Regions from separate parts of the Mus musculus genome. Here all the other regions are linked to region 2. A link is a contact called in public Hi-C and HiChIP or PLAC-seq data. All regions are on one chromosome and are shown on one strand. Each heading gives the region's core, a stretch centred on a gene start, on an enhancer-like site or on the middle of the called end of the contact. The rest is flanking DNA. Distances are from core to core; before and after follow the strand shown. Region 1 overlaps Fggy (FGGY carbohydrate kinase domain containing). Region 2 overlaps Junos (a long non-coding RNA gene). Region 3 overlaps Fggy (FGGY carbohydrate kinase domain containing).

Region 1 (3,802 bases), core at 644-3,143, 450 kb after region 2:
TGTTTGGGGGGGCCAGAGGTCTGTCCAGGGACCTGAAAGAGAGTGGATCATTGTAGAAGTATTTATCCAGCGCCTCCCTAGCTCTTGGAAGCAGCAGCTGGATGGTGGTTATAGGAGGTGGGGCTCGGGTTCATGGCCAGGATTTCTCTCCAGTTCTTCCCATTGTCTGTATGATCTCGGCGGCTCATGTGCCTGAGGCCCTGAGGTCCCTATTTATGAAATGGAGTCCCTGGCATATTGGGTGTCAGAGTGGATACAGCAAACTCTTAATTACTTGATGCAGTAGTGCCTCTAACAGAACCTCTTCAGCATGGCTTCTGCTATTTGTTGTCTCAGTGGTCCATGTCTTCTGACTCAAAAATCCCCCAAAGGTATGCATTTGAGCATCATTGGAGAGATTACTAAGTCAGAGGACTCCACTGCGCTACCTGTTATTACAGCATTGCTAAGGGGTCTAAACTCTGTGAATCAAAACATTTGATTATTGGGATATATTTTTGATATGCTTGTTTCTGTGCCCAATTAAGTAATCCAACAGTGAAGGAGATAGGGTTCACATTGTTTAAGGGACAAGGCCTTGACAAAAATTATGCTTAATCTTTACAGACAGCTTTTAGGAAAGGATGCATACATGTAAATTTTAGTAGATTTACTAATTTATAAGCTTGTTGACACTATAAAATAAAAGATACTACAATAATGTTTAGTTAGGTTTAAATCAGAGACTTGCATTAGTAAGGGATATTCATATGTGAATATTTTATAAAGTTATGTAAAGTCATCTGACCAGAAAAACTGTCACTAGATATTATCTTATTTTGGATTGTGTTCGTATAAGTTTGAGTGAAAATTTTATTTTCAAAATAAACCCTCATTAAAAAAAAAGCTATTCTCCAAACCAAAACAATTTTAAAAGGATGTTTTCTTTTGTTAATTAATAAAAAAGTACACTAGTCACCTTTCTGTTCCCAAAGTCTCATCACTTTACAACAGAATCACAGCCTGGTCACCATGCCTTTGTCTTTAGTTTTATGGGCTTTGTGGGACACTTAACCTAAACTATAGCAAGATGCTCTGTGAAATGGGATCCCAAATGAGTCACGGTAAACAGACTCTGACCTCTTTGAAACAGAGGTTGCTTACTGTCTGCTCTTCAGACTTTGAAGAAAGATGAAGAAAATCACATTAGCAACTTCTACTAGGATATTGCCAAAATAACACTCATCCATTTGAACATGAACCTCTCAGTTCCTATTTAAACAGGAGCTCCCAGGTCCTATCTGAAGCAATGAGATATGCTAAGAGGGGCACACTTACTGCAGTCGCTGTCTGGTAGAGTTGGGAGGTCTGTTTCAGATTGTACTCAAGTTTTACACAGCTCACAGGCCAAGGTCACAGGACAGGGAGGTTGTCTAGGGGGTAAGGTAGGGTTAGATTAGGAGTACTAGGGGTAGTAGAATTTGTAAGGGATACTCTGTGGTACCTAAAGAATGAGCCCTGAAGAATGAGCACTAGGTAGTCAAGGTCCTTGGAGGTCTGTTTATAATTGGAATTTCCTTTTGGAACATCATGGTATAGATTCCAGTTGCCCATTAGCCACAGTGAGAGAAAGCCAGCAGTTGTTTGCCACCCACTTCCAGCTCTCTCACTCTAAGGACATTAACCTGAGAATTCCAAGGAGGAGCTTTGAGCACTCTCATGGCTCAGCTTCCTTTCTGATTAGGTGGAACATTCATCTTACTCCACACATCTCGAGAGTAGGCTACACAGTGCCCTAAGGCGAAAAAAATCCCAGTGTTAGCCCCTCTCATTCATGGGGATAGGACTGAATACAAGATACAGACCTTTCCACCGTTCCTTCTGAGTGGCATTTGACTCAGACGGTGACATCAGACATGACTTCATTCATTTAAAGGAAGGACTGAGAGAGTCAGGCTCTGCCCTTCTCTCCCCATACACAGTCTCCTTGAAGACATTGTTGTGTTCCCACTGCTTCCCACAGAATTTCTTCCTCTTCTCCTCCTCTTCCTCCTTCCTTCTTCATACTCTCTCTGTCATTGTCTTTCCCTTATTTTTCCTTCCATTCTGTTCATAGCTCATGCTTAGCCTGTTCTTTCTTTTTACCCAATACTCCCTTTGTCTTTTTGTCCACTTGCTTCTGTTGTTATTTGGCCTCCTTCTTCCTACTTAATCTCCATTGTTCCTGATCTCTGTGTATATCCTCTATTTGACCTGTTTTCCTTCTTCTCTGCTCTTTGTCCTCTTGTGAGAAATGCATGAGGGAGCTGGTTCTCCTTCCTCTTGACTGTTCACTTCTGGAATCTACCAGGTGCTTGCTGTCTCAATTGTTCTAAAGCTGCATACGCAGTCACCCTTTCCTCAGGGATGGATGGTGTCTGCCATTCCTTTCTGATTTCTTACTGATTTTAGGAGAAGTCTTTCTGACTGGCCCTCTCACAGTTTCTTCTCCTTGTTCATGGGCACAGTTGATGAGCCCTTATCAATGTTGCCCAGGCCCTGATGTTGTCTCTCCTTCCCTCCATCTCCCCTTCCTCACTTTTTAACTTCCCTTTATATTCATTTCTTTCTCATGGCAGTGCTTTCCTTGATAGCCATACAGATTCTGTGCTTTATAAAGCAAGTATTTTGGAACTTGAACAGTCATCAGGAGTAGTTCACATGTTCTCCCTAGCCAGCTTGAGGATTGTGAACAAGATTTTGTAATCAGAGGCTGGAGAGATGGCTCATTGGTTAAGAGCATTTGCTTCTTGTTCTGAGGACCAGTGTTCAATATCCAGTACCTACATGGCAACTCACAACTATCTGTAGCTCTAGTCCCAGGATATCTTCAATTTTCTGGCCTCTGCAGGCACTTCACATATATGGTGCACAGATGTACAAAATATATACAATAAAAGTAAAGGAAAAATTATTTAAACAATTATAATAATCTCCAAGCTTCCTCTTTAGTTGTATCTTCCAGCACCTCATAGACCCCAGAGCCAGACAGCAGGGAACACAGTAAGCTCTAGTGCCACTTTGTAGTTTCCTGGCTTTGATAAACTGGTGAATTTAATTACTCTTTGCTTCAATTTCATGTCCTATAACGATTACTGAATATCTTAACACACACACTCTCTCTCTCTCTTTCTCTCTTTCTCTTTCTCTCTCTCTCTCTCTCTCTCTCTCTCTCTCTCTCTCTCTCTCTCTCTTTCTCTCTCCTATAGGTCTTCTGGGAGACCATATAATCAAATATGTAAACTGCTTAGAACAATACTTAGTATTCAGGGAGCACTTCTGAAACTAATTCATTTGAATGCTAATTCCACTCCATTTCCCCAGTTTTTGGAGTCTGGTTATTCTTAATCAACTTTGATTCTGCTATTAATAGTTCTGTCACCAAATACATATGGGTCTCACGTTCTTCATATCAATGTTTAAGTCATAATATTATAATCTGCGTTCATTCAGTGAGGCTATGCATTTATTTGTTTGTTTGCTCTTTTTGGCATATGCTAAGTAAATGTCTATCTCCTTCACAGTCCTTGCTGCTCTTAAGTAACATGAAGGCCTATGTCTCCCATGCTCGATTCTAAGCTCCTTTTTAGGAAGAGTCTATAGTCTATTCACCTGTGTCTTTAGAGTTATTATCAGAATCCACCCCCCCCAAACAAACCCCTTATATTGACAGTGAAACTGATTCTGACAGTCTTGGCTGATGTCTAGTATGTGCTACAAATTCTGGGTTAAGATGTAGGCTAGGAGTGTTCACCTTAGCCACAAAGCCCTTGTAGAGTTTACT
Region 2 (3,832 bases), core at 1,171-3,670:
GTTCTGCCTTCCCCATTATAACAAGGTCAAGATTGGTCAAAGACCATCCTGTTAACAAGGGGTAGAGCTGGGGCTAGAGTACAAACACTGACTCCTCTGCAGTCTTTCCTGTGTGCTGTCATGTATGTATACATGTATGTATACATCTGTGTGCTGTCATGTATGTATACATCTGCCCTAAACTTCTGACCCCCAAATACAGTGCTTTTATTCCAAGATCCAGATGGCAAAACAGAAACTCAAAAATGCGATATTCTCCACATAAACTAAACACAGACTCTGGACTCGAATTTCACAGTCCTGGGAGGATTACTTCACCTATCATCCATCCATCAGCACCAATCCACCTACCCACTCACCCATCCACCCACCCTCTTACCCACCCACTCACCCCCTCACCCATCCACCCACCCCCTCACCCATCCACCCACCCTCTTACCCACCCACTCACCCCCTCACCCATCCACCCACCCCCTCACCCATCCACCCACTCATTCACCCTCCACCCACCCACTCACCCATTCACCCACCCACTCACCCATCCACCCACCCCCTCACCCATCCACCCACCCCCTCACCCATCCACCCACCCCCTCACCCATCCACCCACCCCCTCACCCATCCACCCACCCACTCACCCATCCACCCACTCACTCAAGAGAGTGTCAAGAGCTCACCCTGCTCTGGGGACTGCCTGGTTTCTTAGAGATGGGGCAAATTGTAGATAGTCCCCACTCTTTAAGAACTTGTAGTCGAATAAAGAAGGAAAACACACCACATTAGACAACCTAATTGGAGCATGAAGGGTCCTCTAAGGTACTATGAAAGAGATGGGAACATAGAAGACAAAGCATCCAATTACCTTGCCAATAAAGCAAGGGAGGTTCCAGAAAGGAGGTGACATTGGACTATAAATACACACTCTCCCAGAAGAGAAAGGGGGAGGAAGGTTTCTCTAGGCAGAGAGCACCAAAGCACTGCTGCGCACACACCGAATCCCTGCCACCTGCTTAAAGCACCGTCTCTAATGCCTAGAATTCTGTGGACTAGGTATTATCCATAACACTTCACAGAATAGGAGCATAGGCACACAGAGGTTAAGTACTTGGCCCGTGGTTAGAGGTCTGCTAAGACAGGCCTTGAAGTCAACTCTTGAAACCTGGTTTCAAAGGTCATCCTCTTAGACACTCACTCACTGAGAACTGAGTGGGGGCCATCTGTTAGGAGTTTCTTGTGAGGAGGGACACATAAACAGGAAGCAAGCCATGGGCTCTTCCTGTAGGCTTTCTCCACGCAGCCTTATGCTGCTAATCTCAGGAACTTGGACTTGCTAGATCCATAACAGAATTAATACTCTCTCTATCTCTTTCTCTCTCTCCCCCCTCTCTCTCTAGCTCATGTACAGAGGCAAGATTCTCTCTCTACTTATGAGGCCACAGAAGAGAAAGACACCTTTATTTACTTTTGACTGAAAACATTATCTGTCTACTGTAGACACACCTGTATCTTTGGTTAGTTGGATGTCAGTATCTGAGTTGTTCGATTTCTGTGTCCAACAGTTTGGGTAATGCATGAGGACATAGCCTTTGTTCGTCTCCTTTGCCACCCCCTGAGTGCCCAGCATAGCACTTGGCCACAACTGGTACTTAGACATTTCCAGTGAATATTTACTGAAAATGTGTTGAGTGACTTCTGGGTTTTGATTAATTATTTAGGAAGCAAATTGTGGGTTTATTTGCTTTGCTAGTAAGAGGACGTAGCTGAAGGAACTCTGAAGGTGAAAGAGACCTTTGTCTTAAGTCAGTGGTTTACAAAGTGCTTTTCTAAGTTTGCCTTCTGGATTCTAATTCAGCTACTGTCCCGCTCAAGCTTTCTGAGGTCATCACATCAGTGTTGGGAGACAGCAAGTTTGAGTCCCTATCCATTCTCATCCTTTACACCCTCTCGGATCGCCTGATCTCCTTCAGTCTGTGCCTAAACACTGTGAAGGAAGAAAGTTCATAAACTCATAGGGCACACTGTCCCCCTATCGGATGGGCAAGGACAGTACCACTGTCAACATGTCCTGAGCGCTTCTTGGGTACTAGGTTCGGTCCCTGTCGCCAAACATAATGACCAGACATTATTTTCTTTCTCCTCTCCTAGCTCTAAGACTCACGCCCTACTCTCCTGCCCTCCACTGCTCGCCCCGGGCTCTCCGGCCGCCACCGCCTGCCCCGCCCGCGCTTCGCCACCCCAGCCTCCCGCACCAGACGCCGGCTGCTCCTGCGCTCCCACGCCCGCGCACCTCGCTCTCCCAGCCCCGCGCTCCCACACCCGGCGCGGAGGAGGCGGGCGCCCGGGGCGAGGGCAGGGCGGCCACGTCAGCGGCGCCGGCTCGCTCCGCCCTCCGCGGGCCTCCCCATAGAAGGTAAAGCCTGGGCAGAGCCCGCGGGCGTCCTCAGGCTGGCAGCTCGGGCTGCTGGTTTCAGTTTCTGAAGAGCTAGGCCTTGAGCAAACACTGGCTGGCGGGAGGAGGGTGTTGGACGCCTTCCCAACAGATAATGTGATTCCCTGCCGCTGGGAGCCACCCACGGTGGGAAGGGGCAGCGCAGGGACCTGCGCAGGACAGCCACGGTCCTGGGCGGCTGGGGGAGCCTGAGCTCGGACCCTTCTTCCTCATCTGTAAGGCTGCCCCTCTCTCCGTGGACACTTAAAATGTTTGCTTTCTTTCTGAGAAAGAAACAGAGGGAGATCGCCAAGACCAACATGAACTCCAAACTCAGGGCATTCCTCACTCTACTCTGACCTTTTTGTAGATGCACTTTTTTTTTTCTTCTCAAAGGCCAGACCTATCCCTACCCAGCGGGTGACCTGTGTACATTTCCTAACTTCTCTGTCTCATTATCCTCACCCATAAAATGGGAGTAATGATACTTATCTTTAGATACGCTCCGAGGGTTAGATTAGCTATAGATTATACATATTAAGCACTTAGTGCCTTCAATCAGCAGTAATTAACATTATTATTAATTGTATTGTTATGGCGTATGACTAATCATGAGATAGATTCTTAGTGCTTCTGGGAGCATAAGTAAAAATATGCTCATTTAAAAAATTTTATTGAGGGAGGGAGTTTTATGAGGTGAATATAAAGAGTAGCACTGAGTCAGGATATAGTCGTGCATGTGTCTCATTTCATAAAGAAACTTGGAAAGCCGGCATTATGTCCACTGTACAGGTGAGGACTCTGAAGCTTCCAGAAGTCACTGGCTCATCTCAGACTCTGGGTCAGTATCTAATTTTTCTCTCTTTCTTTGAGACTTGTCCTTATATAGCCTAGAATAGTCTCTAACTCACCAAGTAGCTGGGGATAGCCTTGAACTCCTTAAAAAAAAAAAACAAAAAAACCAAATATTTCGTTTCCTCTTTCTCCCCCTCCTGCTCCTCCCCCACTTCGTGCGTGCGTGCTTGTGTGTGTGTGTGTTTGCCCAAGGAGTTCAAAAGACAGGAACTGGAATTAGAGGCTGTTAGGTGCTGCCCTATGCTGGTTGCTGGGAGGAGAGCATAGGTCCTCTGGGAGATCAGCAAGAGCTCTAATCTGCTGAGTCATCTCCCCAACTCCCAGACTTGAACTCGTGATCTTCCTGCCTCGTTAGCCTAAGTGTCACACACCTAGCTCTCTCTCCTCCAGTGACCACACCCCACCCCAGCAGGGTCACACCTGTTTGCCTCAGCAAAGGTACCTCCTTTCCTTTGCATAGCCTCCCATCCTCCCCGCATAGCCTCCCATCCTCCCTTTCGCCAAGCTCTTCAACCTGGAGAAAACCTAGTCAAGTCTGGATGCCAGAAG
Region 3 (3,641 bases), core at 278-2,777, 420 kb after region 2:
TCCAAGGCTTGTGGATTCAGATTCACGGAGTAAATGCTCATCTCTTATGGCTCCGGCTCCATCTCTGCTCCCCTCTGCCCTCTTATTGTCTCAGCGTTGCTTAAGTCAAATTGTAATCAGGTGCTTAATTTCTGACGCCCATCCAGGAGTGGGAACAGAATGTGCTACGCGTGCCTGTTCTCTGACCACCTTGCTCAGTGCCAATAAAACCTTTGGGAAGTTAAATAAATAAATACACAGCCCCCAGCTAGGTAGTTGGATTCCCCTTTTCTGCCCACTTTGGAGAATGAATTTCTTGGCTGTCTGAGCAGGTCTGCTTGTCTTCACATGGCTTTTGCACTTGTCCACCACAGGTAGAGGGGACCATGATGTCTGGCAGAGACCAGGAACCAAGTCGCTACTATGTGGGCATCGATGTGGGAACAGGTAGTGTCCGTGCGGCTCTAGTGGACCAGAGAGGGCTCCTTTTGGCTTTCGCAGAGCAGCCAATTAAGAAGTGGGAGCCTCAATTCAACCACCACGAGCAGTCCTCAGAGGATATCTGGGCGGCATGCTGCCTTGTCACAAAGGTAAGAGCAGAACCGCGGCAGCCCCTCCCTGTGCATGCCCCCGCTGCTCAGCAGTTTCGTATGCGGGTACTCGGTCTGCACAAAGCATTAGAGGTAAATGGAGGCATGTGGCTGGGTGGGGTAGGCTTTGCCTTTCAGAAGCAAACCTTACTGTGAGTGACAGACAGCTGAAATGTGCTGGGAGGACTGCTGCAGCCAGTTCACAGAGCTAGAGCTGACTCTCAGGGCATGGTGGCAACGAAGACAGTGCAGACGATGTGGAAGCCTGAGCTGTGGAAACGAGGAAGGAAGAGTCATGGCGGCACCCAGTGTGTCTCTGTTGTATGCCAGTGTGTTAGCACATACTGTGGTGAATCCTTGGAACTTGGTGGAACTAGCCTTACAGCTAGCACTAATGCTGCCCCCAGGTCATTTTGTTCCAGGAGGAGATGGGGAGTGGAGTGCTGGTCAGCTTACCCGGTCATCAGGAGTTAGTGACTGGCAGCAGCAGGGCAAGAACCTAAACGTCTGATTCCTATTAACCATGAGCTCTGTATCCTCCCAGTTGGACACACAAGGGTCAGTGCATTGTGGGTAGGAGAAACAATGAGGGGCAGAAAACTATGGCATGCTCTAAGAAAGCATCTTCATATGAGCCCCACACATGCTCATCTTGAGTGGCCTGTGATAAGCCTGGGCTTGCTGTCTTAAGGAAGCAGGTGACGCTGGCTGTGACTAGTTCATGTCTCAATCATTAGTTTTAGTTTGTGATATTACTATGACTTCATATTTTGGTGATCATTAACAACAGACATTCTTTTATCTCCCTTTCCATCCCCCAAAAGGAAAAAAAAAATGAAACCCTGAGTTCTGGTCTTTCTCCCTGTTTCTAGTTGAGGTCCTTAAATATTCATGAAGTGCTTGGTAATTTTCAGCTGGACAGTCACCCATTTTTTTCTGTATTGATTGGTCTGGTTAAACTTTGATGAGCTCTGAGCAGCTGTTAGTGCCCCAGAGAAAACCACAGAGAGGTGGGTTGCGCTACCCAGACACTCTGCAGAAATAAAAGAGAGGTCATCTTCTCTTCTGCCTGTTTAATTTTCCTCTTCTCTCCCCACTCCCAGTCTCTGCCTCCATCAAAATCTTCTGCTCTTTGCCCTTGGGTCTCTTTTGTTCTTCTAACACTCTTGCCATTAAGGAAATTGTCAAGAAGAAAATATAGTTCCCTGATGAAGAGTTCCCTGAAAGCAGATCTACTCCAGCACAGCTTGGCTTAATGGCAGACTTTTAATCATCTCCCAGTGGTGGTCAGCTCATCATTTGTGTCAGCCCTGGTAGCCACAGAAGTGCAGGGCATTAGTGCTCAGCCAATACCTCTCACTGCAGCCGAGCTGCAGAAAGCCCATGGGCCTTAGGTCGTGCCTCACACATTGTATATGGAGATGTGCTGGAGTGTGATGTGTCTGCTCACAACCTCATGTGAGGAGGAGCTTCAAGGAGGCCTTTTTGATACTCGGAGTAGTCTGCAATTGAACTGCCTGGGTAGGAGTCCCTGACTTAGCAATGTGTAGCTGTGATCTTGGACTCATTACCATTTCTTGCCCAGTTTCCTTCTCAATAAAAGAAGATTAATGAGAGTCCCCAACTTCAGAAGACTCTTGTGGTGATTACAGTTTATAAAACGTCCCAGCAGTGTCAGGGGTTAAACAACCACTGTTGCCGGTGGTGGGCATGGTAACAAGGTGAGCAGATAGGGAGTGGATTTCTGAGACAAAAGAGAAGAAATGCAGGTGCGAGAGAATGCCTCTGGGAAACGTCCACCCGTCCCTCTGCCCAGGGCTCCTTCTGTGGAAGCCTTAAGCAGTGGTCTAGGACTTGAACTGCTGCCTCTTCTACCCTGGCCTGCCTTTGCTTCGTCAGTGGCTCCGGAAAGCAGAGATCTTGAGAACAATGGTGAACTGTCTTTCTTTTTTCTTTTTCTTTTTCCCTCCTGAGAGATGTTTTTCCCCTAGTCCAGTTAGTAAGAAGAGTAACAGTAGTAATGACAAGGCGGTGATGATGTCAGCAGCTTATATTCGTTGCTGATTGACCATGTGCTAGATGTGTGCTCAATACTGTGTGCCCATCACGTCACTTGGTCCTTATAACAACCTTTGCGGACAGTTTTTCTTCTCATGAAGATGAAAAAAGAAGGCTTTGAAGTAGTTCAGACAAGGGCTTTTAAGATGACTCAGAGACAGGTCTTCAGGCCTCTTTCTCCCCAGCCTCAGCCCTTCCCTGTGAGTCCTGCTTGCAGTTAGAGGTGTTGTAGGTTGCTACTGTGTGGGGCCAGGAACTTACCTTGTTAACTAAGCACTGCATGGTCGTGCCTTTTCCCAGGCTGCTGCTTCTGGGAAAATGTGGGCCCTTAAAATTGGTATGCTTTTATTAGGCCAGTACTCAATACAGCTAAAACGTTCTCTGGAAACACGCAAGTCCTAGGAGACACATACAATCCCATATCTTAAAGTGTGCTTTTTGGGTCTACTGTATCAAGGAAACATCACAAGTTTTTAGATTTCCACTGGGAAAAAGATAAGCTGAAAGAATCATCATATATCCAATGGTCATTTGTTAATTGCTCTTATTTTTATGTTTGTATATATGCATTTATGCATATGTTATGCACATGTTCATATGGGTGCACATTTGCATACAGGCATGCATGTATGTGCATGTGTGTACAGGTATGCTTGGTTGTGTGCACAGGTGTACGTGTGTGAGCGTATATGCAGTGTGTATGTGCTTGATGACAACCTGGGATGTCAGTTCTTAGGATCCATCCATATCCTTTTTGAGACAGAGTCTCTCCCAGGGGCCTGAGCTCACCTAGAAGGTTATGTTGGCTGGCCATTGAGCCCTAGTGATGCTCTGATCTAGACCTCCCAGCACCAGGATTGAAAGCAACAAGCCAGCTGTTTTTCCTGGCGCTAGGGATCAAACTTAGTTCTCATGCTTGTGAGACAAGCAATTTACCAATGGAGTTATTTCCTTAGCCTCAGGAAATCGTTATTTTATTTAGTCTGAAAATATTTATGGAGCGTGGACTGTATG

The links. A called contact is a pair of places that touch in the nucleus more often than the background predicts. HiChIP or PLAC-seq counts read pairs in DNA pulled down with a chosen protein or histone mark.
Region 1: a contact with region 2 is called in an H3K4me3 HiChIP or PLAC-seq map of bone marrow-derived macrophages, with 3 times the contacts expected there. The contact joins two enhancer-like sites. A contact is called at or near these places in 4 of 484 Hi-C or Micro-C datasets (brown adipocytes, liver, myocytes and 1 more), 4 of 115 datasets of contacts at active chromatin or transcription factors (bone marrow-derived macrophages, extraembryonic endoderm stem cells, fibro-adipogenic progenitors and 1 more) and 1 of 9 other capture datasets (adipose tissue).
Region 3: a Hi-C map of liver shows a contact between it and region 2, with 1.7 times the contacts expected there. The contact joins two enhancer-like sites. A contact is called at or near these places in 2 of 484 Hi-C or Micro-C datasets (liver and nephron progenitors), 1 of 115 datasets of contacts at active chromatin or transcription factors (embryonic stem cells) and 1 of 9 other capture datasets (adipose tissue).

Annotation. Positions count from the first base shown.
Region 1 is chr4:95,611,553-95,615,354 of GRCm38.p6, forward strand. The region is part of intron 4 of Fggy (FGGY carbohydrate kinase domain containing); the gene reads left to right. Among named protein-coding and RNA genes, the nearest start is that of Fggy, 56 kb to the left of the region's middle. Within about 2 kb of position 1,894, at least 4 of the 459 cell types and tissues checked have an H3K27ac peak or open chromatin away from gene starts, as enhancers often do. A contact at or near this core is called in bone marrow-derived macrophages, where this site is marked.
Region 2 is chr4:95,159,046-95,162,877 of GRCm38.p6, forward strand. Junos (a long non-coding RNA gene) reads left to right here. Exons shown (of 5, transcript XR_867920.3): 4 at 2,146-2,410. Among named protein-coding and RNA genes, the nearest start is that of Gm12708, 32 kb to the right of the region's middle. Within about 2 kb of position 2,421, at least 294 of the 459 cell types and tissues checked have an H3K27ac peak or open chromatin away from gene starts, as enhancers often do. A contact at or near this core is called in bone marrow-derived macrophages and liver, where this site is marked.
Region 3 is chr4:95,584,879-95,588,519 of GRCm38.p6, forward strand. Fggy (FGGY carbohydrate kinase domain containing) reads left to right here. Exons shown (of 16, transcript NM_001113412.1): 2 at 354-569. The coding sequence starts at 366. Among named protein-coding and RNA genes, the nearest start is that of Fggy, 29 kb to the left of the region's middle. Within about 2 kb of position 1,528, at least 9 of the 459 cell types and tissues checked have an H3K27ac peak or open chromatin away from gene starts, as enhancers often do. A contact at or near this core is called in liver, where this site is marked.